Linked DNA regions of Sus scrofa: regions 2 and 3 are each linked to region 1. A link is a contact called in public promoter capture Hi-C data. All regions are on one chromosome and are shown on one strand. The core of a region is the stretch at or near the end of the contact, and the rest is flanking DNA. Distances in the headings are between cores, read along the strand shown. Region 1 holds the start of ZNF597 (zinc finger protein 597). Region 2 holds the start of ELOB (elongin-B). Region 3 holds the start of HCFC1R1 (host cell factor C1 regulator 1).

Region 1 (3,668 bases), core at 572-3,071:
CAGTGGGTTACGGATCCGGCATTGCCGTGAGCTGTGGTGTAGGTCGCAGATGCAGCTCGGATCCTGCATTTCATCCTGCATTTTTGTGGCTCTAGCTCCGATTCGACTCCTAGCCTGGGGACCTCCATATGCTGCAGGAGCAGCCCAAGAAATGGCAAAAAGACAAAAAAAAAAAAAAGAAAGGAAACTTGTCAAAAGGTTGTGGCAGAAGAATTTTTCAGTTTGGGTGATTAAAATCTGTCACTTTGGAGTTCCTATGTGGTACAGTATAAATAAATTCAACTAGGAATCATGAGGTTGTGGGTTCAATCCCTGGCCTCATTCAGTGGGTTAAGGATCCAGTGCTGCCATGAGCTATGGTGTAGGTCACAGACATGGCTCGGATCTGGCATTGCTGTGGCTGTGGTTAGGCTGGCAGCTGTAGCTCTGGTTTGACCCCTAGCCTGGGAACCTCCATATGCCACGAGTGCAGCCCTAAAAAAAAAAAAGCAAAAAAAAAAAAAAAACAAACAAAAAAAAACTGTCACTTGAACATCTAATGAATATACGGTCAACCATCTCTGGTTAAAAAAAAAATCAAATTAGGCATATAATTCAGTCTTAATCTTTCGATCTTGGTCTATCAGATTTTGTATCTCATCTCTTTCCTTTTAGCCAGATCAAGTGTTCAAGCTTCTTTCTTGATCTACTCATTTAGTTTTGGTATTCAGAGGTGTAGGGAAGATTTTGTTTCCTCTCCTGTTTCAGAGATAACTTCCTGGTTATCCATCGAGTTAATACCACAAGTGTAATTTCTGGTCATGGGAAACTGTGTTTATCTACCTGTAATAATGAGAACAGAATTCAAAGGAAGGGACAACAATCAAACTTAAATGAGACATCCCTGATATAAGACTAGCATAAAATTAAGTACAAAGGAAGCAGGGAAGGGTGACTACTTGAGCAGCAATGTGACTCCATGGTGACTTGTATCACGCTGTTAGCGCTTCTTCAACATTTAGCCTTGGTGTTGGTCTAGCCTTCAGGAAAGTTTGTCCTTCCACCTTTACTTTCAGCACCTTTTTGTTCCTTTTTTTTTGGCTTTTTAGAGCAACATTTGCAGCATATGCAAGTTCCTGAGTTAGGCGTAAATGGGAGCTGCAGCTGTGGGCCTACACCACAGCCACAGCAACACCAGAGCCAAGCCACATCTGCGAACTACGCCACAACGTGTGGCAATGCTGGATCCTTAACTCACTGAGCAAGGCCAGGGATCAAACCTGCTTATTCATGGACACTAATAGGGTTTTGTTTTGTTTTGTTTTTGTCTTTTCTAGGACTGCTCTCTCAGCATATGGAGATTCCCAGGCTAGGGGTCTAATCGGAGCCGTAGACACTGGCCTACGCCACAGCCACAGCAACGTGGGATCCGAGCCGCGTCTGCAACCTACACCACAGCTCATAGCAACGCCGGATCCTTAATCCACTGAGCAAGGCCAGGGATCGAACCTGCAACCTCATGGTTCCTAGTCGGATTCGTTAACCACTGCGCCATGACGGGAACTCCAACACTAATTGGGTTTTAACCCACAGAGCCACAAAGGCAACTCCCAGAGCATCTTTTTCTGTCCTCCTGGGACCTCTAGATATCTTTTTTTTTTTTTTTTTGTCTTTTTTTGCCATTTCTTGGGCCGCTCCCGCAGCATATGGAGGTTCCCAGGCTAGGGGTCGAATCGGAGCTGTAGCCACCAGCCTATACCAGAGCCACAGCAATGCGGGATCCGAGCCGTGTCTGCAACCTACACCACAAATCATGGCAATGCCAGATCCTTAACCCACTGAGCAAGGCCAGAGATCGAACCTGCAACCTTATGGTTCCTAGTCGGATTCATTAACCACTGAGCCACAACGGGAACTCCCCAGATATCTCTTTTGTGATCCACTCCCACAAGGCCTAGGTCTAGCTGTCACAATGTCACTTGTGGCAGATACCGTTAGTTACCTATCTATTCTACTTCCTTTTCTTTTCCAACAGAGCCCTGATTTTGTGCAGGTAAATAGTCAGGAGAGTGGGTCCCCTGGAGGGAAACCATGATGGGCCCAAACCAATTACAGTAGGTAGTGTTTTTTCCTCTTGATAATGATTGCTCTAGGATTGGTACATGACACAATGCTTGTCTGCATGTATTATGGGGATTCCACTGCCGCCTTCCCCAACATGCTAAGGACGGCAGGGGAGAAATACGGGAGTATTGGGACCATGATGGTGACCAAATCATTGAATTAACCAACCTGTAACTGCCCTACCTTTGAACATTTTGTTGGGTTTTCTGTTACTTGCAGCTGAAACTATCCAATCTGATATTCCACCAAATCCCACTACTTATTTTGTCACCTCTGAGGATACTGTTTCAATAACCATTCAACCATTCCTGGAGTAACCTTTTAAGTACAGGAACATGCCTGGCACTAGAATAAGAAATATACTGAGACTTATTCAGAATTTTCTATTAAAGTAACTATCGTTTTTGTTTTTTTCAAACAAACACCTCTGTAAACTGACAACTTCATTAAAAGTACCCTCTGAAAAGAGGCATTCTGAGCTCTTTGCACCTGAGGAAAGCAAAGCTGTGTACTGGCCATTGACAGCAGGGCTGGGGAAGAAGCTCACTTTTCTAATTCCAAATCCCTACACCAGGGCGGCCAGTGCAATGAAGCTGAAAATATTTGGTAACGGTGCAGGTCGAATGTGAGTTCATTAGGAGACACACACAACGTCCTGAGCTGCACTCCAATGGCTGTAGTACCGCTTGAGGTCCGCTGTGGCTCTGAGCCTCACCTGGCTCCGTTAGGCTTCAGTCGCCTGGCACAAAGCAGCCAAAATACACTGGGTCGGAGACTAACAAAGCGGCCTACGCCGACCTGAACTATTCCCAAGCAGAAGACACCCTTTTACATTCCACGGTCCCACAGTCCGCCCAACACACAGCCGACCGCTCCAGCCAAGACTAGGTCCCGCGCCCCGGCCGGACCTAAGATTTGGACCGGCCGGACCCACATTTCAGTACCCATGTTCGTTCGGGTTCCAGATTCTCCCCGTCCACTTTCTCTCCTTCTTTCCTGAAACTTTACGTCCCTCCGGCGTCACCCTAACGCCGCACCTGGTCTGGTCAGCCAACACTGAGCTCACTGGGGAGACCCAGGCAGCGGAACCGGAAATACTTACTTGGAAAAGGTGAGGGAATACTACACCTCCCAGCTAGCTCAGTGAGCCGTGGGCCTTCCATTAAGGCGCTCGATTGGCCAACGAACGAGAAGGCCTGCCCCCTCCGAGGTCACGCTGGCCAACCACAGGGCAAGGCTTCGTAAAAGGCTTTGGGGCGGGTGGCATCCGGCGGCTTTTCCGGCCGGTCTATCGTAGGGGAGCATGGGAGCGTGGGAGCCTAGCTGGGGTGAAGCTCACCGTCTCCAGTCTCGGCGGGGCATAGTTTTCTGTTGCTTCTGCCTGGGTACCGGGACACTTTCTGAGATCGTTAGTCTAGTGGGGCCCGGCCGGCCGGGAAGTCAGCCTGTCCGAGTCTCGGCGCAGGAGAGAGAAGCCACCGGCTCAGGCTTTAAAGGGAGTGGAGAAGAGAAGGGGTGCATTGAGGAGCTTTGCAGCCGATTTGGCCCCTCCAGGGTCTCTTCTC
Region 2 (3,668 bases), core at 567-3,066, 510 kb after region 1:
TGCCGTCATCCAGAAGCTGGTCGTCCTGAGGAGAGAGGCAGGCAGGGTCTCAGGGGCAGCCCCGGAAAGGCAACTACACTGAAAGCCAAACAGGGCCCAGAACCACCCGAGGACGTCCAAGAGCGTCCAGGCTACGCCCCAGGCCTTTCAAATCAGACCCTCCCAGGTGAGGGCTCTAAAATCTGCAGTTGTTCCTCCCCAGTTGCAGGTGAATCTAATTTCAAGCGTCAATGGTCCAATCTGGCCACAAGCAGACCTGGCTGAATGCCCACTCTACCACTTTGCACAAAGGGGCTGATTTTTGGAGGTGAAGTTTCCTTCTCTGCAAAACGCGTGGCGGGTGTGGATACGGCAATCCCCAACTCCCAGGGCCGCCCGGTTTTCATGCCCAAAGGACACACAGAAAGCAAGGAGCATAGCACATGGAAGAGCTCAGGCAGCAGGCAAGGTCCTTATCATGGAAGCCCCCCCCCCACCCCCAGGAGGTATCAGCAAGGAAAGGCCTTCAGTGACAAAGGGAATGAGGACTCAGCTTGGAATGAAAGACCAGTTTCCAGCCAGTATTAGATCGAGGCACTTCGGGGGAGAGCCTTTAACGAGAGGCTGACACACCGGATTCCCAAAGAAAGCCCCGAAATCCAAGCCATCCTTGCTGAATAACTGCAGTTGGTTTGTAAGGGGGAGCGGAGCGGGGGGGGGGGGGGGGGAGCTGCGTTTAGAACCCCAGCAGCATGGTAGGGAGTCATAAACAGCTGGTAGGCGAAGAACCGACGGGACCCAACTCATCCCCAAACCCTCCATTTCTTTGTATTAAGCGGTGTCCAGGGCGGATGGGGCGCGTGTGATGGGCCAGCAGAAGGTTAAGGGCCCCGGGACTCAAATCCCGACTCTGCCCATGACCTTGGGATAGTTAAGGAACCACCTCCCAGCCTCAGTTTCTCCAACTACGGAGGAGACAAGTCCAGCAAGAGCCTGCACGTCTCGGCGGGCTGCTTCTGGGATTATTAGATGCGACGCTGGCCCCGGGCACTCGGCAGAGGGCCTGGCGCGCGCCTTCAAAGCCACCGGAATCGAGATCCTCCGGTGGAGCAGGCGCTACCGGGGCTTCACTTCTCTGAGTCCGAGCAACGGCCCCACGCGGGGGAGTTCCGGCCCGCGGCGGTCAGCAGCCGATGTTTACATCGACGACGCGGCTGCCGGGCGCCCCCGGCCAAGCTCCGGCGGCGGTTCCCAGCAGCACGCGCCCCCGGCCGCCCGGAACCGACAGGACCGCACCTTGTACAGCCGCTGCTCGTCCGGCGGCCGCTTGAGGATGCCCTCGACGATGCGCTTCAGCTCGAACACGGTACTCGACTCCTTAGCGTCAGTGAAGATGGTGGTCTTGTGGCGCCGGATCATGAGGAACACGTCCTGGGGGCGGCGGGCAGGCGTGAGCGCGGAGCCCGGGCTGCCCCCGCGCGGCCCGTGGCCCCCGTGGCCCCCGCGGCCCCCGGCCCCGGCCCCGGCCCGGCGCCCCTCCCCCCGCGCCCGCTCACCATCGCAGCGGCTACCTCTCCCCCTCGACGCGCCGGCGCGGCCGCGCTCCTCCCCGTTCCCGGCAGCCCGGGCGCCGCACCCCAGCGTGCCCCGCGCCCGGCGGCCCCGCCCCGCGCCCGGCCCCGAGGCCGCCATTTTAAGTAATCCGCAAGGGAGGGGCGCTGCGGCCCTGTGTCTGGCAGCCATCTCGGCGCCGTGGCGTGGGGCGGGGCTGGTTGGCCGAGGGGCTGAGGCTGTGGGCGTCCGGCAGTGGCCGATGGCGCCATCTTGGGTGTGGCAAAGACGAGGTCCCCAGATTGATGCAGTGAGGAGATGCCTGGGTGCAGGCCCATCCTTTTTGGGGGGATATCAGGGACTAACTGTGTGAGCTAGGGTACCTCACATCCCAAGGAGAGAGAAGGAAAGATGTGTCCCTGAGTCATCAGGGCGGCAAGACATTCACATCTCAATGAGATCTGGGCTGCCATATTGGGGAGTCCGACTCGAGAACAAGGGCTCCCTGGCGGCCATTTTGAGGAGGTCCACGGACGTTCCCAGGCTAGGGATCGAATCTGAGCATCGGCTCTGGCAGTGCACCACAGCGGGAACTCCTCTACCTAAGTTTGTTTTTTTGTTTTGTTTTGTTTTTTTTGTCTTTTTTTTGCTATTTCTTGGGCCGCTCCCACGGCATATGGAGGTTCCCAGGCAAGGGGTCTAATCGGAGCTGTGGCCGCCAGCCTACGCCAGAGCCACAGCAACGCGGGATCCGAGCTGCGTCTGCAACCTACACCACAGCTCACGGCAACGCCGGATCGTTAACCCACTGAGCAAGGGCAGGGACCGAACCCGCAACCTCATGGTTCCTAGTCGGACTCGTTAACCACTGCGCCACGACGGGAACTCCTAAGTTTTTTATTTTTATTTATTTATTTATTTTTGGGGCCACACCCGCGGCATATGGAGGTTCCCAGGCTAGGGGTCCAGTCGGACCTGTGGCTGCCAGCCTACGCCACCACCACAGCCACACAGCCACGCCGGATCCTTAACCCACTGAGCCAGGCCAGGGATCAAACCCGCAACCTCATGGCTGCTAGTCAGATTGCCTTCCACTGACCCATGATAGGAATTGCAAATTTTTTGAAGTGCTCATTAATAAATAGTAATTGTGGGAGTTCCCGTCATGGCGCAGTGGTTAACAAATCCGACTAGGAACCATGAGGTTGCGGGTTCGGTCCCTTCCCTTGCTCAGTGGGTTAAGGATCCGGCGTTGCCATGAGCTGTGGTGTAGGTTGCAGACTTGGCTTGGATCCCGCGTTGCTATTGCTCTGGCGTAGGCCGGTGGCCATAGCTCCGATTGGACCCCTAGCCTGGGAACCTGCATATGCCGAGGGAGCGGCCCAAGAAATAGCAAAAAGACAAATAAATAAATAAATAAATAAGTAAATAAATAAATAGTAATTGTCAATAGCCACCAGTTGCTCGTGTGTCTCTCATCTGTAGTGTTTTATAACTACTTTCATTTCTAAAAAGGAAGTGATAGAACTCAGTGTGGAATTTGAGTTGGTTGCCCAAATTCAAACCTGGTTCCACCTCTTGTCTGCTGTGGGTCTCTCTCTCTCTCTTTTTTTTTTCTTTTTGCCATTTTTTGGGCTGCCCCTGTGGCATATGGACTAGACTCCCAGGCTGAGGGTCTAGTCGGAGCTGTAGCCGCTGGCCTACGCCACAGCAACATGGGATCTGAGCAGCGTCTGCAACCTACACCACAGCTCACGGCAACACCGAATCCTTAACTCACTGAGCAAGGCCAGGGATTGAACTTGCAACCTCATGGTTCCTTGTCAGATTCATTAACCACTGAGCCTCGACGGGAACTCCTCTGCTGTGGATCTTAAGGCACGTTCCTGACCTGGGGGATCAGCCAAGAGACCATCAGTGCCTGGCACTGTGTGCATACTCAGTGGGCAGAACTGAGTTGTTCTGACTCTCTCAAAGGCCACGCTAGGGTAGGCGGTACCAGTTCAGATCACAGATGGGGCAACAGATTAAGTCGGCACTCCTGGGAGAGGCTGGGCTATCTAGTTGTAGTACTGCCAACTGGAAAACGCCTGCCTGGACAGTAGCCCACTGTCCCTTGTCCCCAGGGAGCGTCTCAG
Region 3 (3,668 bases), core at 352-2,851, 380 kb after region 1:
CAAGAACAGGGCAGGGGAGGGCCCTGATTATAAAGGGCTCGAACCTTGGGGACGAGAAGTAAAGCATTGATCTCAGGTACTTCTAGGCTGGTCCTGGGGGAGGAAAAACCACGTCAGCTCTGATGAGGCCATACCTTCACCTCCATGTGCCCTCTGCCCACATGGCCCTGGCTCACCTGTATGGGGGCTGACGACGCCACAGCTCCTTACAGCCCTTCGGGGAAGGAAACATTGGGTGACAAAGACTCTCTCTGGGTCTGGGCAGCTCACCCTTCCCCCAGCTCCACACTCACCTTCTTAAGGATCTCCGCCCAAAGCCAGGCCTTCACCTCCCCATCCCCGGCACTGAGCAGATGTCGATCAGTGGACACCATGCTGTAGACAGGCCCATCATGGGCTAAATGCAAGGGCAGAACCTGAGTGACCCCATCCTGCTCCTCTCATCCACCCTGGGGTTCCCCAAGACAGACTCGATGGCGGCACCCACCTTGGAAAGTCACAATGGGCTTCTTACTTTCCTCTTTGGCCTCGGAGCTCAGAGCAGCAGACAAGCTGAAGGGAGAGGGAAGAGGGGCCTGAGAGTCAGAAGCAGGAGGCGTCAGCCCCAGGAGCTAACGGGTGGTGGGGAGCGGGGGCAAGTGTACCTAAAGATGGCTATCTGCCCATAATTGTTGCCAGCCGCCAGGAACTTCCCACAAGGTGAGACACTCTGGGAGAAGATGGTCATGTGCAGCCGCTGCAGGGCCTGAAATACTTCCATCTGTGGAGAGAGACTGGATGAAGGCTGTCTGGGGCTTCCAAGACCTCGGATCCACAGACTCCTGCCCGCTTTCCCTGCTGCCAGCCCAGCCTCGCACCCCCGAGACCTCTCAGTCCTCCTGTGAAACAGCCCACCAGGGGGCACCTGCCCATACAGTCCCAGGAACGGCTCTGAGAAGGAGGCGAGAAAGGAGAGCGGTGCGGCTTGATGCTTAGTGGAACTTTTAGCAAGCATCCAGACTCTCCTGCAGGTTTCCTCAACTACGGAATGGAGCTCCTGGGAGATTTTTGTCCCGAATGGATAAGCTACTGTAAACAAAGAACTTCGCACAAGGAGAAACCGCTTTAAAAAGTGGCCTTACTCCCAAACAGAAAAATGTACTTTTTTTTTTTTTTTGACCGTCCTGCGGCAGCATATGGAGTTCCCGGGCCAGAGATCAGATCCCAGACGGAGTCGAGACTTAAGCCACAGATGCGGCAACGCCGGGTCCTTAACCCACTGTGCAGGGGATCCCAGCAATCCCAAGACGCCGCCGATCCTGCTGCGCCACAGCGGGAACTCCCGCCCTTTTAATCCCTACCTTTTGACTTTCATGTAAGGCCCCTGAGGTATTTCTGGGTTATTCTCCCGCCCACGGGTCAGAATCCGAGTCCCACCAAGAGCCCACGCGAAACAGAGATCAGGGCACGACTGCTTGCCAGCCGCTTCGAAGCCGGGCGTGGACTACAAACCCCAGAAGGCACCGCGCACCACGCACGCCTCACCTGACCCAGAGGCACCGCCGGCGGCACCGCTCGGTCCATCTCGAGAACTAAAAGTCCCAGAGAGCTCCGCGCTCCACGTAGCCTCACGAGTCCGGAAGTGCCTCCGGAGCAGCTCCCCTTCGCGGCGCCCTACCTCCCCAACACCGCTGGCCAGCCCGGCGTGAAGACGGCCTCTGCGTAACCCGAGTCCCAGCAGCGCAGGTGACCGCCAAGAAGATCCCAAGACTAAGTGGTACCCACCGCAACCCCGCTACGGCGGGCCCCCGCCCCCACCCCGCAGAGCAGACCCGCCTTCCAGCCGCGTGCCGTCAGCCTTCCGCGCCTGCGCAGACTCTGGCCGCTGCGTACGCCTAAAGCCACGCCCTACGCGTTGGGCCACGCCCTCGGAGACTCCTCCCCGGCGCCTGGATCCCACCCCTTCAGACCGCAGGACCTCGAACCCCAATGATCCTGCAGCAGCCCCTGGAGCGAGGCCCCCAGGGTCGGGCCCAGCGCGACCCGCGGGCCACCTCGGGAGTGCCCCGAGGCCTGGACGCGAGGTGTGTATGGGAGCCCTAGGCGGGCCTGGCTCGGGGGCCCAGGAGCTTTGGCTGTGGCCTCAGGCTGGTCTGCAGGCTGACACACGGTGGGGATTGTCCGCAGGGCTTGGGCGTGAGCTGAGCCACGGTCGGAGACTGGGGACTGAGACCTCCCAGGCAGGCTTCTGGATGGTTTGAGAGAGGGGGTGACTTGGGCGTCAGCTGAGACGGAGATGGGCTGGGCGCTCCTGGCTGACGCGCTGGCTTAGGCGGGCAGATCCTTGGGATGGGGCCAAGAGGGTGGGATGCTCCTGGCTCTCTTTTCTTCCCAGCTCCCCTCTCCGAGGAGCTGTGCCCATGAGCACCAAGCGGCGCCTGGAGGCGGAGCAGTGAGTTTGGGGGCAGGGAGGAACTCCCAGCAAGACCTCTGTCACCTCAGGTCCCCATCATACTACTTCTCCTCTGAATATCCCAGCTTGCCTGCCTCCCCGTCTCTCCCCAGGGAGCCCCTGCGCAAGCAGTTCCTGTCTGAGGAGAACATGGCCACCCATTTTTCTCAGCTGAGCTTGCACAATGACCACCCGTACTGCAGCCCCCCCATGGCTCTCTCCCCAGCTCTGCCCCCACTCAGGTAGGCACTATCCACAGTCCACCAGCGGGGCCTTCTGGAGGATCATACCCAATCCTCAGAGCCAGTCTCCAGGCTCTGCCTCATCCTGCTATTTTTAGCTTCTAGCCAACCTCTGCTGTTTCCCATCTTGGCTCCTAAGAAGGTGCCAGCAGCCTAGGAGCCCCTGGGAACCTGGACCAGGTGGGGTGTGGCTCTGCCAGGCCAGCCTCAGCTCTCTTCTGATTGTCATTTCCTCTTCCAGAACCTCTTGCCCCGAGCTGCTTCTCTGGCGCTACCCTGGGAACCTGATCCCCGAGGCACTCCGGCTGCTGAGGCGGGGGGACACCCCCACCCCCCACTCCCCTGCAACCTCAGCCGTGGACATAATGGAGCTCTGAGTGCTGGCGGACAGTGCCCCTGCCCTCCTTCCTTCCTCACAACAGGGAAGACCAGCATGCCCACAGAGGGACCAGCTACCCTGCTTTTCCTCCAGACCAGGCCTCTGGGCACCAGGACCTTCTCTCAACAGGACATTGAGCCCCCCAGAGTCCTGGGGTGGGAGGGGCAGGAGCATGGGAAGGGAGACCCCCCCCCAAGAACCGAATAAAGATTGATGAGCAAATGAAGGCTTCAGGCTGGAACCCAGGGCCTTTGGAAAAGGAGGGGCAGGGCTGGGGTCCTGGATGCTGGAGTTTCTCCTCAAGATCTTCCCTGGAAAACGGTCAAGGCCCGGCCAGGTCCTGGCAGGCTGGGCTCAGGCATTGAGAATGTGTGAGTCACAGCCTCACCCCCACCCCCGCGGCTGACTCACTCCTCCCTCCAGCTCTGGAAAGTTGGGCTGGGGATCATGCCACTCCGAACCTTTTAAAGTTAAAAGATTTTTTTTAATAAACTCCCCCCCAAAAAAACTTTCTCCCCCAAATAAATATCCCCCCCCTTTGGAGGTTGGAGGGGCAGTGTGTTAGGGCCAGCCCCACTAGAGGGCCAGCCCCCTAGTGTTAGGAACAGGTCCCTAA

Evidence for each region. Promoter capture Hi-C pulls out the DNA fragments that hold promoters and counts their contacts.
Region 2: a promoter capture Hi-C map of liver shows a contact between it and region 1, with 2.4 times the contacts expected there. The contact joins the promoter of ELOB here to the promoter of ZNF597 in region 1. A contact is called at or near these places in 1 of 5 promoter capture datasets (liver) and 2 of 47 Hi-C or Micro-C datasets (heart right ventricle and liver).
Region 3: a promoter capture Hi-C map of liver shows a contact between it and region 1, with 3 times the contacts expected there. The contact joins the promoter of HCFC1R1 here to the promoter of ZNF597 in region 1. A contact is called at or near these places in 1 of 5 promoter capture datasets (liver), 1 of 47 Hi-C or Micro-C datasets (liver) and 1 of 2 datasets of contacts at active chromatin or transcription factors (alveolar macrophages).

What each region holds. Positions count from the first base shown.
Region 1 is chr3:38,786,626-38,790,293 of Sscrofa11.1, forward strand. ZNF597 (zinc finger protein 597) reads left to right here and starts at 1,822. Exons shown (of 7, transcript XM_013995710.2): 1 at 1,822-3,668. The region is part of intron 1 of NAA60 (N-alpha-acetyltransferase 60); the gene reads right to left.
Region 2 is chr3:39,296,376-39,300,043 of Sscrofa11.1, forward strand. It overlaps ELOB (elongin-B), which reads right to left and starts at 1,817. Exons shown (of 4, transcript XM_003124746.4): 1 at 1,536-1,817; 2 at 1,276-1,410; 3 at 1-25. The coding sequence starts at 1,802.
Region 3 is chr3:39,162,774-39,166,441 of Sscrofa11.1, forward strand. It overlaps HCFC1R1 (host cell factor C1 regulator 1), which reads left to right and starts at 1,602. Exons shown (of 4, transcript XM_003481068.4): 1 at 1,602-2,063; 2 at 2,375-2,431; 3 at 2,545-2,673; 4 at 2,915-3,274. The coding sequence starts at 1,969. The coding sequence ends at 3,050. It overlaps THOC6 (THO complex 6), which reads right to left and starts at 1,858. Exons shown (of 13, transcript NM_001243684.1): 1 at 1,525-1,858; 2 at 645-760; 3 at 488-552; 4 at 294-397; 5 at 177-214; 6 at 45-93. The coding sequence starts at 1,563. TNFRSF12A (TNF receptor superfamily member 12A) reads right to left here. Exons shown (of 4, transcript NM_001142839.2): 4 at 3,515-3,668.